Regions from separate parts of the Mus musculus genome. Here regions 2 and 3 are each linked to region 1. The links are chromatin contacts, called in public HiChIP or PLAC-seq maps. All regions are on one chromosome and are shown on one strand. The core of a region is the stretch at or near the end of the contact, and the rest is flanking DNA. Distances in the headings are between cores, read along the strand shown.

The links. HiChIP or PLAC-seq counts read pairs in DNA pulled down with a chosen protein or histone mark.
Region 2: an H3K27ac HiChIP or PLAC-seq map of extraembryonic endoderm stem cells shows a contact between it and region 1. The contact joins the enhancer-like site here to the promoter of Cep350 in region 1. A contact is called at or near these places in 1 of 39 promoter capture datasets (liver), 6 of 115 datasets of contacts at active chromatin or transcription factors (the SCID.adh cell line, bone marrow-derived macrophages, embryonic stem cells and 1 more) and 3 of 9 other capture datasets (adipose tissue, liver and pancreatic islet).
Region 3: a contact with region 1 is called in an H3K4me3 HiChIP or PLAC-seq map of the SCID.adh cell line, with 13 read pairs. The contact joins the enhancer-like site here to the promoter of Cep350 in region 1. A contact is called at or near these places in 3 of 39 promoter capture datasets (HPC-7-derived erythroid cells, embryonic stem cells and neutrophils), 4 of 115 datasets of contacts at active chromatin or transcription factors (the SCID.adh cell line, T-cell acute lymphoblastic leukemia, embryonic stem cells and 1 more) and 1 of 9 other capture datasets (pancreatic islet).

What each region holds. Positions count from the first base shown.
Region 1 is chr1:155,971,226-155,975,560 of GRCm38.p6, reverse strand. It overlaps Cep350 (centrosomal protein 350), which reads left to right and starts at 2,306. Exons shown (of 38, transcript NM_001039184.1): 1 at 2,306-2,712.
Region 2 is chr1:156,064,328-156,068,662 of GRCm38.p6, reverse strand. Tor1aip2 (torsin A interacting protein 2) reads right to left here. Exons shown (of 7, transcript NM_172843.4): 7 at 1-3,962. The coding sequence ends at 3,205. Among named protein-coding and RNA genes, the nearest start is that of Tor1aip1, 30 kb to the right of the region's middle. Within about 2 kb of position 2,287, at least 65 of the 459 cell types and tissues checked have an H3K27ac peak or open chromatin away from gene starts, as enhancers often do. A contact at or near this core is called in adipose tissue, bone marrow-derived macrophages and extraembryonic endoderm stem cells, where this site is marked.
Region 3 is chr1:155,901,080-155,905,414 of GRCm38.p6, reverse strand. It overlaps Cep350 (centrosomal protein 350), which reads left to right. Exons shown (of 38, transcript NM_001039184.1): 23 at 2,632-2,828; 24 at 3,791-3,975. Among named protein-coding and RNA genes, the nearest start is that of Gm37383, 17 kb to the right of the region's middle. Within about 2 kb of position 1,719, at least 14 of the 459 cell types and tissues checked have an H3K27ac peak or open chromatin away from gene starts, as enhancers often do. A contact at or near this core is called in the SCID.adh cell line and T-cell acute lymphoblastic leukemia, where this site is marked.

The DNA of each region.
Region 1 (4,335 bases), core at 1,057-3,556:
TTACAGAGTTCATGATCTTATGATCTTGGTGTACCATGAAGATGACAGATGTCGCAATGAAACATGATCAACCCACAAAACTCTAAGAGGATACTTTGTCATCTGTCCAATGAACAGCATTGTGGAGTTTGCAGATAGAACAACTGCAATGTATAAACACCCAAACTCATGGCAATTCTCCCGTCTCAGCCTTCCAGGTTGGGCTTACTGGCATGTGTCACTATGCCTGGCTTTTCAAGACAATCCTATTGAATAGATACATTAGCTTGGATTCATAGGCATTAAGTGGAGGGTCTGGAGGGCTCAGAGGACACACAAGTGTTGAGAGCATTTTCTACTTTATTGTACCATCTTCAGGGAGATGGAGAGAGAAAAGCTTTGCCAGCAGGAAGTGAGAAGTTTCCACTAATCTTATCTTGGCAGCTGGAGGCAGGGTAGGGATAAAACTTGAGGCACCCTCTGAACGTACTGATTTAATCATTTGCACTGGAGGAATGTGGCTACTTTCATAAAACTGTGAGGGAAACGAACAGACTATGATACACTTGAAAGCCAATATTCTTGAGGGAGTAAAAAGAAATCACAGAGTGTCAAAAAGAAGAGAGATTATCTAGTATCTAGGCATGGTGGTGCAGGTCTGTGATCCTAGCACTCAGGAAGACTGTGAGTTCCATGCCAACCTGCAGGATCTTCTGAGAGAGAGAGAGAGAGAGAGAGAGAGAGAGAGAGAGAGAGAGAGAGTGAGAGAGAGAGAGAGAGAGAGAGAGAGCGCAGTTGAGAACCAATGCTGGAAATTTGATGAAAACAGGAGTTCAGGCTGATAGCAGAGAGCAATGCTGACACCATAACAAAAACCTCATTGCCTTTCTGTTGATCACGAGGTAACGTAGGAGGTGGGAAACTATGTTAGCTTTAGAGTAAAGGAGATTATTTCCCATTGATTGGTGCTATAATATTGGGCAGATAGTGTTTCAGAACCCACTATTAAAAAGTAATCATAACTCAATAAGGGGATTGGATACGTTCTTTAAAATAACTAGGCTGGAGAAAAGGTAAATTTCACTTTTCTTTTTATTACATGTATGTATGTATGTATGTATGTAATCATACATGTCTTCTCATGCACCTGCACGCAATGCAGATCAGAGGACACCTTAGAGGAATCTGCTCTCTTGGTCCACCATTCTGGGTCCGGGGATCAAACTAAGATCGCCAGGCGTGGTGGCAATTCCCTTTACCTGCTAATCCATTTCCCTGCCGCAGTTCCACCTTTCAAATCTTTTTCTTGCTACTGCTTGCGTACTCGGGATCTCCACAACTCTCATTCTTTGCTGAAGTGCTGTTCTCAGGGAGGGTGTATACATTGACATATGTGCAGGACTTTTGTACATTCACGTAGTTCCTGCTGAGGCGCGGCTGTCTTATGGGGAGGATCAGTTATTGTCGTCTGCTTTTATTGATATGGTCAAGGTAGCGAACATTTATTGAACATCTACAGTGTTGTAGTTACTGTGCCAGGCCCTACTGGGTATACATAGAAAAAGGAGACTTTAAGACACCCATGGTACTTTAGATGAGAAATAATTTCGAGGCAAAGTAACTATCGGAGCCCAGAAGGTGGAGAGCTTAGCTGCAGTGAGCACCTAGCGGAAGGTGTCAGGCATTATTCGCAGAAAAGCTGTCCTTTACAGTCTTGACAGACGATAAAATTCACCAAGCGGAGGCTGGTGACAAAGACAAAGCTAAGAGAAAATATGTTGACCCCAGAGGGCTTCTCAAACCACAACACCGAAGGGAAAGGAAACGTAGTTTTTGCTTGTTTTGGAAAGAGCTTAAGCCATCAGTGTGCGTGCTGAACAGAACTGTAAACCCCTGGCCAATGAGAGGGCCGCAGTGACAGCAGCGAGCAGCCGCAAAGCTGCGGTTACTCCGATCCGCCTAGAGTGACGATTCCTTCTGAATCGTCTGCCGGGTCCCGGATCCCTGGGTCACCCTTGTCAAGTCCTCAGCGTGTTTTGGCTCGGGGGTGACCCGCTCAGCCAGAAGGCCCAATTAGCGTCAAAGGGAAGGGGGTGGTCTCCTCTGCGGATAGACTCTGGCTCCTCCCGAGTCCCGCCGAGCTCCCAAAGCGCCACACCAAAGATGGCTTCCCCGCATCCTCTAGCCTCGGGTCCGATCGCGCTCCTCCGTCGGCCACACTCAACATGGCTGGCCTTCACCCAGGGTTGCATTCCTGCGGAACCGTCTCCGGACAGTTCTCGCGAGGTTTGGCGAGTCTCTCTCCCCCCCCCCCCGCCCTCTCCCTCCCTGACTGCTCCCGCCCTGCCTCGCGCCGCCGCCACCGCCACTGCCGCCGGCGCCGCTCCTCCTCCGTGTCAGTTGTTGAGCTGTAATGGCGACTGGGCCGCCGCTGCCGAAGTGACTCCCGGGGCGGGGGAGCGGGGCCGGACCTGCGCCTGAGAGGACTGCGGAGAGCCGCAGCTCGGGAGGGGGCTCGCGGCGGGGCAGAGGAAGGCCGCCTCTGCGCCTCTCCTTCCTTGCCTGCCGCCCGGCGGATCCCGGGAGCCGGGGCGAGGCGGGCACCCGGTGCGTCCCCGGAGCGGGGAGGCCAGGCCGGGCAGCCCTGGGGCCGGTCGGGGCGGCGTCACTGCACCCTCCGCCAGGCCCCGCGGGATGCACCGTGGGAGCCGAGGGCGGAGGCGACACTCTCAGGTGAGCTGCGGGGAGACCTGGCGGAGCCTGCTCCGCCTCGGATGTCTCTGTCCGCGGTCCCAGGTCCCCGAGGTGGCCAGAGAGGCGGGGCGGGGCCCCCCTGGCACTGCCTGACGTCCCCCCCGGGGACCCTCCTTGGGTCCCGAGACTTTTCCTGGAGGGTCATCCTGAGACCTGGGCTCCCGGACCTACTGGTGCCCACGGAAGACAAGATTTCTTTGCTTACCTGCCAGTGTCGCCCTCAGCACCCTCGCCCCTCCTCTTGTCTGCATAGAGTTAAGCCACCTCTCACCTTTGGTCTCCGAAGTGTCCCTTCTTCGTTTGGAGATCGAGCATATTTTGGGAAATTCCGGGGCACTAGCTCCAGTGTCAGGAACAGTTTCTGTTCCTTTTCCTGGGTGTAATATTCTCAAAGTGCAGTATGGGGAAAACTTTGATCACCTCCAGTCCAGCAGCAGTTGTTGAATGGAGTCCACCGGCTTATTCACACATGATTGGGTGGAGAGGGGGTGACATTTAACAAGCCTTACACGTTGGAAGTTGTCACTTTCCCTCCCCTCCCCCCTCTTTTAAATTCAGACTAATATGCTAAATCATATTTAGTTAATGTCACAGATACAGGCAGAAATTTGCCAGGGTTTTAGTTTTCAAGTTCGGAACTTGCAAATAGGTATAGATTTTTTTTTAAATGGATTTTTTGATGTTGTAACAAATGTTTCATTTGGGGGGAAAAAATAGGCCCTTAGGAATAGTGGTCGGTATCCATGTACTCTACTTAATTGTTTTGCTGGTGTTTCTTGTTTTGAAATTGGAGAAGTCGTTAGTGTTGCCATGTTAACCTGCTCCCTTCGCTTGTATTTTAAAGATTTAAATGGACAGTCCATCCTAGACCAACCTACTATTAGCACCTGGGAATTTTTGAAGAGGCAATAATGAAATACTACAAACTGCTCTCCATTTAAAAACTTTCTTAATTTAAAATACTGCTTTTTAAAAAGGCAGCGTGCTGCTAATAACTTGGGATTGTGACTTTGGGAGACTCCTAGACCTGTACTAGAAGTTATTGCAAGCCCATGAAAGTGTAAGAGGTTTTGTATGCTAAATTGACAAACTATTAAATGCAACAAATCTGAACTGTTACTGCATTCAACTTAGTACACCTTAATCAGAATATGAAGGTCATGCCAGAATACATTGTATATGTAGACAAATATGTATCTTGTCTTTTCATAGCAGAACTTTGTGCTTATAGTGATAGTAATGTTTGTAAACAATTTTGTATAAATATGAAAGACTTTTTTCTGACATGTATTGGTGTATAGTATTATTTTAAGACCATCAATACTATAGAATCAACCTTTTATGGTGTTAATACATTTATGAATTAAAGTTTTAAAATTTTTTTCTTCTGATTGTCATTTTTTAAAATCCATTTTTAACACACTATATAGAGGCAACAAGAAAGGAAGTGAAGTCCTTATGTAACCACTTTAGTTTGTTAAACTGCTATAATTTATAATGAGGGCAAAAGAGAAGTTTTACGAAATAACTGACTTTTTGGGGGCGAGGGTGGGGGGACGAGTGTACTTCCATGAATTAGTCTTTGTGTACTCTTGTGAGCAA
Region 2 (4,335 bases), core at 1,038-3,537, 93 kb before region 1:
ACTCTATGGGGTTAAGAAATCTTTGTTAGAGAAAGTAAGAGTGTTGGTGAAAATCATTTTTGCTGCACTACTCTCGTGTTCACAGGCTGCATCTGTCTGTCATAGCCAACATCCGTGCTCACAGTGCTCCTGTCTTTAACAAGACTGTGGACCAAAGGCTGTGAGACAAAGCTGTACCATCAGCCACAGTGATTGGGGGTGGGGGTGGGGCACATAAGCCAATGGGAAGGGTACTGAGCCTCACTACTCCCCCTAAGCCTGCGGACTTCCAGGTAAAAGTTACTAAAATTAGTTCAGTGTTAAGAACTCTCTAGAGCTTTTCTGACAATCTCTGAGTGGTGCCCAGAAGAACCCTAAATTTTACCTGAAAGGGAAAGAAAGACCCAAGTCTAAAGACAGTTTCTATTTCCCCTGCTTGCTTCTAAGACTTGGTATTACTCAAGAAGGGATTCCTAGTTAAAAACAAACAAAAAAAACCCCACCACCAATAAAAAACATACACACACAGGCAAATTATCACAAAGAATTACAACACACATAAAAGGCTGGAAAACTGAATATGAAAAGCAATGGTCTAGAAGACAGTACACGGGATAATAGGCTGGTGTGGCGGCACACTACCGTAATCCCATCCTGTAAGAGCCCGAGGCTTGAGAATCATTACTTTGGACTGTGTAGAGACTCGGTATCAAAACCAGAAAATTACTTGTTCTGACCCCAAACTAACATACTGCTTCTTTTCAAAATGACTTTTAAGAGGTCTGGGATATAGGTTAGTGGTAGGGCACTTTCCTTGAATGTTAAGGCCCTGAGTTTTGAAACAGAGGATAGAAAAAAAAAAAGCAACAACAACTGACAAGTCTCACTCAGCTGATTGCACTTATGACAAAAGGAAAAGTGTATTTTTACAAGGTAAGTAGTAAAAAAACCAAAAATAATTGAAAAATAATAAATTTCTAAAATGTATTATATCCTAAATTTGTGTTGACAGGAAACTATGTAAGGCTGTCGTTTTACATAGTTTTAATGAGGAAACGATTGCTTTCCACTTGTGATCTGAGCCACTGACATAGACTGTGCACAAATACTGTAGACATTCCTCTAGAGTCTGAGGTAGCATGGGTCAAAGGCCAACATGACAGTCTGCAAGGCACCTTTTGACGCGATTTGATGTGGTTTTACGCGATGTAATGCTAGTGGCTAAGAGCTTACATGAAAGTTGGATATGATGGCACACACCTGTAGCCTCGGCACTCAGCACACGGAGGTAGGAGAAATTACTCTAAGTTCAAAGTCAGCCTATGCTACAGAGTAAACACCAGGCCAGACATGGCTATGTGACAAGCCACTAGCATTCAAAACAAATAAGTCTAGAAATACAGAAGAAAAAAAATTCAAAAATGGCAAATGGATTTTTCTTCAATCCCTGTGTTTTACAATGAGTTGACAGAAAAATTCCATTCACTATGCTTAAACTTTGTGTAGGGTCTTTTCTGAAATCTATATCAGGATTCCTTCAAAATCCCAAATACATACTGTTTCATGTGTGCCCCCATACTTAACTTACTTAACACCAAAGGTTGTGGCCAAAGCCATCTTGTGGGAAATATTTTCAGATCACCTCTCACCCGTGTCTCTGTGATCCATTTAACTACCAATAGACATCTTCTTAGTGTTTCCTAAAATCCCTTTAGACTCAGGTTGCTTAATGTCTTAAGTGTATACATGATCTCTTAGCAGCAGATGACCCAAAACTGAGTGCAAGATTCCAAGGGCTTTTCCCATCCATGTAAAGGAACAGACCTTTTGTGGGTCAAGATCATTTTACTAGAGTTTTACTTTCAGAGTTCACGTACTGATTAACAGCTTATTGGCCCCAGTCTGAAATCATGGGATGTAGCTTAACAACGGATATTGGCCATGATTCCTCTTTCTGTTCCCTACAGGAGACCTTCCCCTTGTGTTTATCAAGTTCCTTTCCTGACGGCATTTCTAACTAGCTGAGGACCTCAAGTCTTTTCTGAAAGAACACAGACAACAGTGAGATTCCAGCAGGGGAGGACAGGAAAGATCCACAGAAAGGGACAAAAGCTCACGGCCCTGCCCTACACCCTCCAGTAGCAGCTCATCTGCAGGTCTCTGTCGCCCTGAACAACAGAACTTCCTGTTACTCCTCAGCTTTAACCCTTTCATGTCTTCCTATCCTTCCTACTCTAGAATGCACTTTCACTTCATCAATGGCTTTCAAACTTCTCTGTGAAACTCAGCTCCACTGAAATCCTAACAGAGAACCCCAAACCCAGCAGCCAAGAGCAGGCATGATTCACAGGAAGGAGGGGCTGCTGGGTAGGCAAAGACAAGTGACATGGCCAAGGGGGATTTTTTCATTTCTGGTGATTACTAACAATTTCGTCATTGAGTCCAATGCTTGGGAAGGTTCTTTTTTGAGCACAGCTGTTCTGGCCTCAGCTCACTAACGGAACAGAAGCACACACACACCAGGCTCTTAGGTAGGTTTGGAGGGTTGAATTCTAGTTTTCTGTTTTCACCTACTCAAAGTGCAAATCTGTGTAAGACACAATCAACCCACAAGTGTATTATTAAAGTGAGTATTAAGGCCAGGCAGTGATGCTGCACGCCTTTAACCCCAGCACTTAGGAGGCAGAGGCAGGCAGATTTCTGAGTTCGAGGCCAGCCTGGTCTACAAAGTGAGTTCCAGGACAGCCAGAGCTACACAGAGAAACCCTGCCTCAGAAAAAAACAACAAAAAAAAGTGAATATTAAAAAGCACTTAATATGTAGTAGAAGAGTTCTCTAAAATCATTTACATGACACCTCGTCCAGGTCCAAGCACTGCCCTAGAGGCTGGTGAGAGTCCTTGCAGGCAGCAGTGGGGCTGCAGTTCCCCGGAGAATCAGATCTTCCTGTGCAAAACAATTCTATTCTACTGATGTGCTGGACACTTAAACAATACATCATGTTGTATTTTAACCCTGATTGGCTTTAAAAAACAAAGAAAAACATCAGGCCAATTGTTAGTTTTATCAAAGTTCAGACTAGAAAGATTTTTTAAAAGTCAAAGAAAAAAAGCTTCTTTTCTAACACAGTGACGGCCTCCCAGCTGTTTCCTCTCACATGCCAGTCACCTCCTAGCGGGACAGAGCCCTGAGACATGGCCCTTCCATGTCACCTCTGTGACTGGCTTCACAAAAGGCAGCCTCGCTCTTCTATGTTCCTGACGGGCTGGACGGGCAGCACCAGGTGGGAGATGCGGCTCCAGAGCCCACTCAGTTTGTCTGAGTCCATGTGGCTGTAGGAGGTGGGGCTCTCAGAGTTGGTGAACTTAGCCCAGAGTAAATCCCTCACCTTTTCTTCTATTTCCCTGGGGCTTACACTTGCTTCTAACGTTTCCTCCTCCAGCAGGACTGTCAGGACAAGTGCCACATCTTTAAAGGCGGCGTTCTCATGGTCACAGTACTTGTAGAAGATCAGGGTGGAGCCGGCAGGAAGGGATTCGAAGTGGTGGACCACAGCAGCCTTGTGGCCATTCTCAAACCCATCGCTAAGCTCCAAGTCAACCAGCAGCTTGACTGTGTCACTGTCCTGCAGGGCCCTTTCGGCTCCGTCTATGGAGACGGCAGTCACCTTCTGGGAAGAGGTGTAGGCGTTGGCAACATGGTAGCTCAGGCACTTGAGGGTCTCCTTGCCCTCTCGAGCAGCTGTGAAGATGATGGTGGCCGGCTCACTGGGGTTCGAGGCATTGAGGTGCTTCTGGAGAAACTTACGTCCTCGCTGCCACAGGAAGGAACTCTGACCTGGAAATTTCTCCTTCAGTTGGCCAAACTGAGCCAGGAAGGCCTCCAAAGCCGGGTTCTGGGGCACCTGCTGGGCTGGGGAAGAATAGTAGCTGTTGACGGAGCTTAGCACAACAGCCACGATCAGGCAGCCGAGAAACACGGAACCTGTCAGATGAGAAAATAACAGAAAATGAGGAGCATGAGTCAGAAACAATGCTTGTGGAAAGTGGAAATGAAGCAGTTTCCTATCCAGTGTTACTGGCAATGCCCAGTTCCTTTGTCTGACTCTTCTATATTTTCACACCTCTAATAGAAGCTGAGGCAGGAAGATTGTCATAAATTTGAGGTCAGTCTGGTCTATACAGCAAGAAATAAAACAAAAAGTCTAACAGAAATACCTTCTTTAATCTCTTAAAGCTATCTGGAGATATAATATCTGTGTCAAAGTTATTTATATACTTTGTCATAGTCAATGATCCATTTGAAAGTGAGTCATGTGAACTTTCTCCCACATTCTCCAAGTATACAGTAGCTAGAA
Region 3 (4,335 bases), core at 470-2,969, 70 kb after region 1:
AGAGAGAAGAGACATTTTTTGCGGTTCTCGAGAGTGAGATGTTTCCTGGCATGGTGGGTGCTTAAGCATGCTCCCCACATGCCGTTCATCTACATTCTAGTCAGCTGTCTTTGGCATAATTGTTCCGTGTTTTTTCCTGGATGACAAACAGGTTCATGTGGGGGTTTTCATTGTTGTTCATTGTTGTTGTTTTTGTTTTTCCAAGACAAGGTTTCTCTGTATAGCCCTGGGTATCCTGGAACTCTGTAGACCAGGCTGGCCACCTGCCTCTGCCTCCTGAGTGCTGGGATTAAAGGCATTTGCCACCACCACCCAATCAGGGTCATGATTTTTAAAAGGACACCCATGCAGCTTTCCTTTGCCTCTCCTGAGTGAGAACTTACTTCTAAGATAAGATCTGTTTTGAAGTCAAAGCAGTGTTTCACCGGATGCTAGGAGAGAAGTTTGTGAACCTAAGTTCATTGAGCTACTGATAAATCTCATTGCAGAGTGGCACAACCATGCGGCTTCTCTGATCGTCCAGCATAGGGCACACTCTTCTGAGAGTAAATTTTGTAGCCACTGGGTTCTCAGGTGTTTTACCAGCAGTCAGTTTGTGGGCAGTTTGCTTTGTGAAATCTGGGTAAATAAGAAATTGGATGATTGAGACTGTGATAAGGAGTTATGCTGGTCTAGAAAAGAGAGGATTCAAGATTACTTTTCTATGGTTCATAACCTCACTCATCCCAGGAAGTCTGCCAGGTTCCCAGTAGCAGGCATGAATTTTGTCCTTAAGCCCCACTAGACACCTGTCCTTCCACATAACGAGTGCGAGTGCTGCTCATTGCACCTTTGTGCAGTAATCATTGTGGTTCCCAGGTGTTGGAGATGGGAGGATGGTGCAGTGGCTGGTGCAATGGCTTCCTTCCGTTGGCGGCTTGCACAGTAATCTTCTGGAACTATAAAACTGAGACCACAGGAAAGAGGCTTTCAGGTTAGATCCAGCTTGAGTCATTAAAGTTGTGTATCTGAAGTGTGTTCAGCTGTAGGATAACTTTTATTTCTTTGCTATAATGTTAAATGTTTATAAACTTTTTTTCCTTGTTTCCTTTGTAAAGCATCTGGTCATAAACTTTGTATAATAAGGCTTTCCTAGTTGATCTGTAATTGTTCTTTATGAAAAATATTAATTTTTTAATATATTTCTTTTTTATTATTTAACTTTTAAAATTCTTTGTGCCTTTCACATCAGGCACCTCAATCCCACTCATCTCTCCATCTCTTCGTACCCACCTTCCACCCTTGTTACCTCCCCACAAAAGAAAAACAAATCTTGTCGTGGAAGCTGTAGTGTGCCCCGTTATGTCCCATGGTGCCACCCTCTTGTCCACACTTCTTTACTTGCAAATGTTCACTGCAGTGACTCATTGGTCTGGTTCCAGGCCTCTGGCTTCTGCTATACTATCAATACTGGATCCTCACTGGGACTCCTTGGATATCCTGTTGTCGCCCTGTGTCGTGGAGACCCTGCAGCTTTGGATCTGCAGGACTGGCCCCTTGACAAGCTCCAGCAGCTCATAGATGGGTAGATGCTGGGGTGGACCAACTCCAAGCCTTGGCTCTGGGCCTGGGTGGTCGCTGAGCTGGTCAGCCTGCCAGCTCTCCTTCCCCCATACCACCAGGAGAGGCTCTCCATCTCTGCTGCAGAGCTCATCCATTGCTGCAGCTGGCAAGGGGCAGAGCCAGTTCTACTCACAGGCCCTCAGGCCAGCTCACCCATACCCATGCCAGCAGGGCCATCTCTATTGTGCTGCCCAGTCAAGGTGCAGGGCCTGCTCTCCTGAGTGCTGCATCAGGCAAGGGACTGGGCCAACTTTCCTCACCCTGAACCCCTGCACCCAAGGCCAGCTCTACTGTATTGCCCAGGTGAGGTACAGGACATGCAGTTGGTGAGGGACAAGGCCAGTTCTCCCACTCTCATCACCTTTGGGCTGGCTCTCCTGCATAACATGGTGGTGAGGGGTAAGAAAGAGGGCATCTCTGCCTTGCCCATGCCACCATTGGGTTTCAAGTTTCAGGGGCAGCTCACCTGCTCTCTCTATCCCCAGGGTCAGCTCTATTGTACTGCCCAGGTGAAGTTCAGGGTGTCTTGAGTGTTGCAGCAGGAGAGAGACAGGGCCAGCTCTCCTGATTTCTGTAGCCTGTGAGAGGCAAGATTAGCATATTTCTTATTCTAGCATTTCTAGGTATTTTTAGAGAGGCTTTTTTTTTTCTTATTTGTAAGATATTTAATTTTTCCTCTTAAATGCTAGGTACAGTTCTGAGAATTTCTATAGAATTGCCTCAGTAAGAGGCAAAAGGGGTTCTACTTAAAGGCCTACTGAGAATAATGATTCTGACTGGGTATGGGGCTGGAGATGTAGCTCAGTTGGAATCATGCTTGCCTGGCACACACTAAGATCTGGGCTTGAAGCGCAGCACCACATAGCATAAACTAGATGTGATGGCGTGCAGCGTGGCACACCTGTGAGCCCAGCACTTGGAAGGTAGAGGCAGGAGGATCAGGAATTAAGGCCTGGGCTATGTGGGACCCTGTGTCACACCCTTCCTTCCCCTGTAAAAGAATTATGATGTTTCTCTCCATTCTATTAGACTCAACTTCTATTGCAACAGAATACTCCCTGAAATTTGATGAATCTATGACAGAAGATGAAATAGAAGAAAAGTCATTTCGCTCTCTACTACCTTCTGAGAGTCATCGTAGATTTAACATGGAAAAGAAAAGAGGCCATCATGACGACTCGGATGAGGATGCTTCCCCAGACAAGACTGCTCTGTCTTCTACCAAGGTGCGCTTTTACTAAGGAGGCTCATGATTGCAGTCATAGGTTTTCAAAAGTATGAGAACACATTTATATAAATACCAGGTATATAATTGGCAACTATCAGAGATATTGTCCAAGATCAGATTTATATTATACATGTAAAATCTGGCTTGGTTGCTCAAATAAAATAGAATATAAACTTTTTAGTTATAATAAGACCTTTAAAGATCTCAACCAGTATTACAGCTTTTTCATTTCATCCATTTGAAATATATATTCTTCTTTCCAAAGTGTATGCTTAATGGGAAAGAGGGACAGAGTTTTACCCTGCTTGGTTCCCAGTCCACTGCATGACTTGCAGTAACTGTTTATTTAAAAAAAGGTTCAATTTTTTTTTTTAGGTGAATGTCACTTCCTTCCTCTCCTCTTTTTGAGCAATATTTTCTTATATGGTAGATGGTTTATACAATGCTCATTTGTTTCATTTCTTTTTTATTCATTTCTTTTTAAGATGAAATCTCACTGTGTTCCTCAGGCTGGTCTCAAACGTGTTCATGCGATCCTCATAGCTTAGCCTCTGGAACTATAGTCATGTGACTCCACCGTATATCCTCATAGCTTAGCCTCTGGAACTATAGTCATGTGACCCCACCATATATCCTCATAGCTTAGCCTCTGGAACTATAGTCATGTGACCCCACCGTATATCCTCATATCTTAGCCTCTGGAACTATAGTCATGTGACCCCACCGTATATCCTCATATCTTAGCCTCTGGAACTATAGTCATGTGACCCCACCGTATATCCTCATATCTTAGCCTCTGGAACTATAGTCATGTGACCCCACCGTATATCCTCATATCTTAGCCTCTGGAACTATAGTCATGTGACCCCACCGTATCTTTTGTAATTTGCTTTTTATAAATATGTAACTTTCTAAATGAAGTTAAGTGCTAAAAGTTTTGAAATAAATTGTGTGCTTTAGGAGCTGAGCATGCCATTCTCAGGAGGACAGGATAGCTTTTCTAAGTTCACCATGGAGATGGTGCGGCAGTACATGAAGGAAGAGGAAGTGCGCGCAGCTCACCAGTCCTCACTTCTGCGTCTTCGAGAAAAGGCCTTAAAGGAGAAGACAAAGGCCGAACTAGCCTGGCTAGAGCATCAGAAAAAGCAAGTTCTTTCAATAAGTATCGTTTTCAGTACTCAGGGGTTTTTTTGAAATAAGACATGCTTTATGTGTTATGATGTTTTTATTTTTGATGTTGGGAATCAAACCTGGGTTTGGTGAATGCTAAACACTGTGCCAAGTGTGAGCCACGTTCCCAGCCTGTCTCATCTGATCTGATCTCATCAACACAGTTCTCAAACTAAAAATAGTGGCAATAATCTTTGGTTTGTGCTACTTTACAAGATAATTTTTGTATTGGTAAATGTTTTCATTTCTTAGCTCACTTTCTCCAACTCATTACAGGTTGTCATTTTATACCTAATGCCTCTTAAGTGCTGTATGTTGCTCAAAGTATTGCTTAG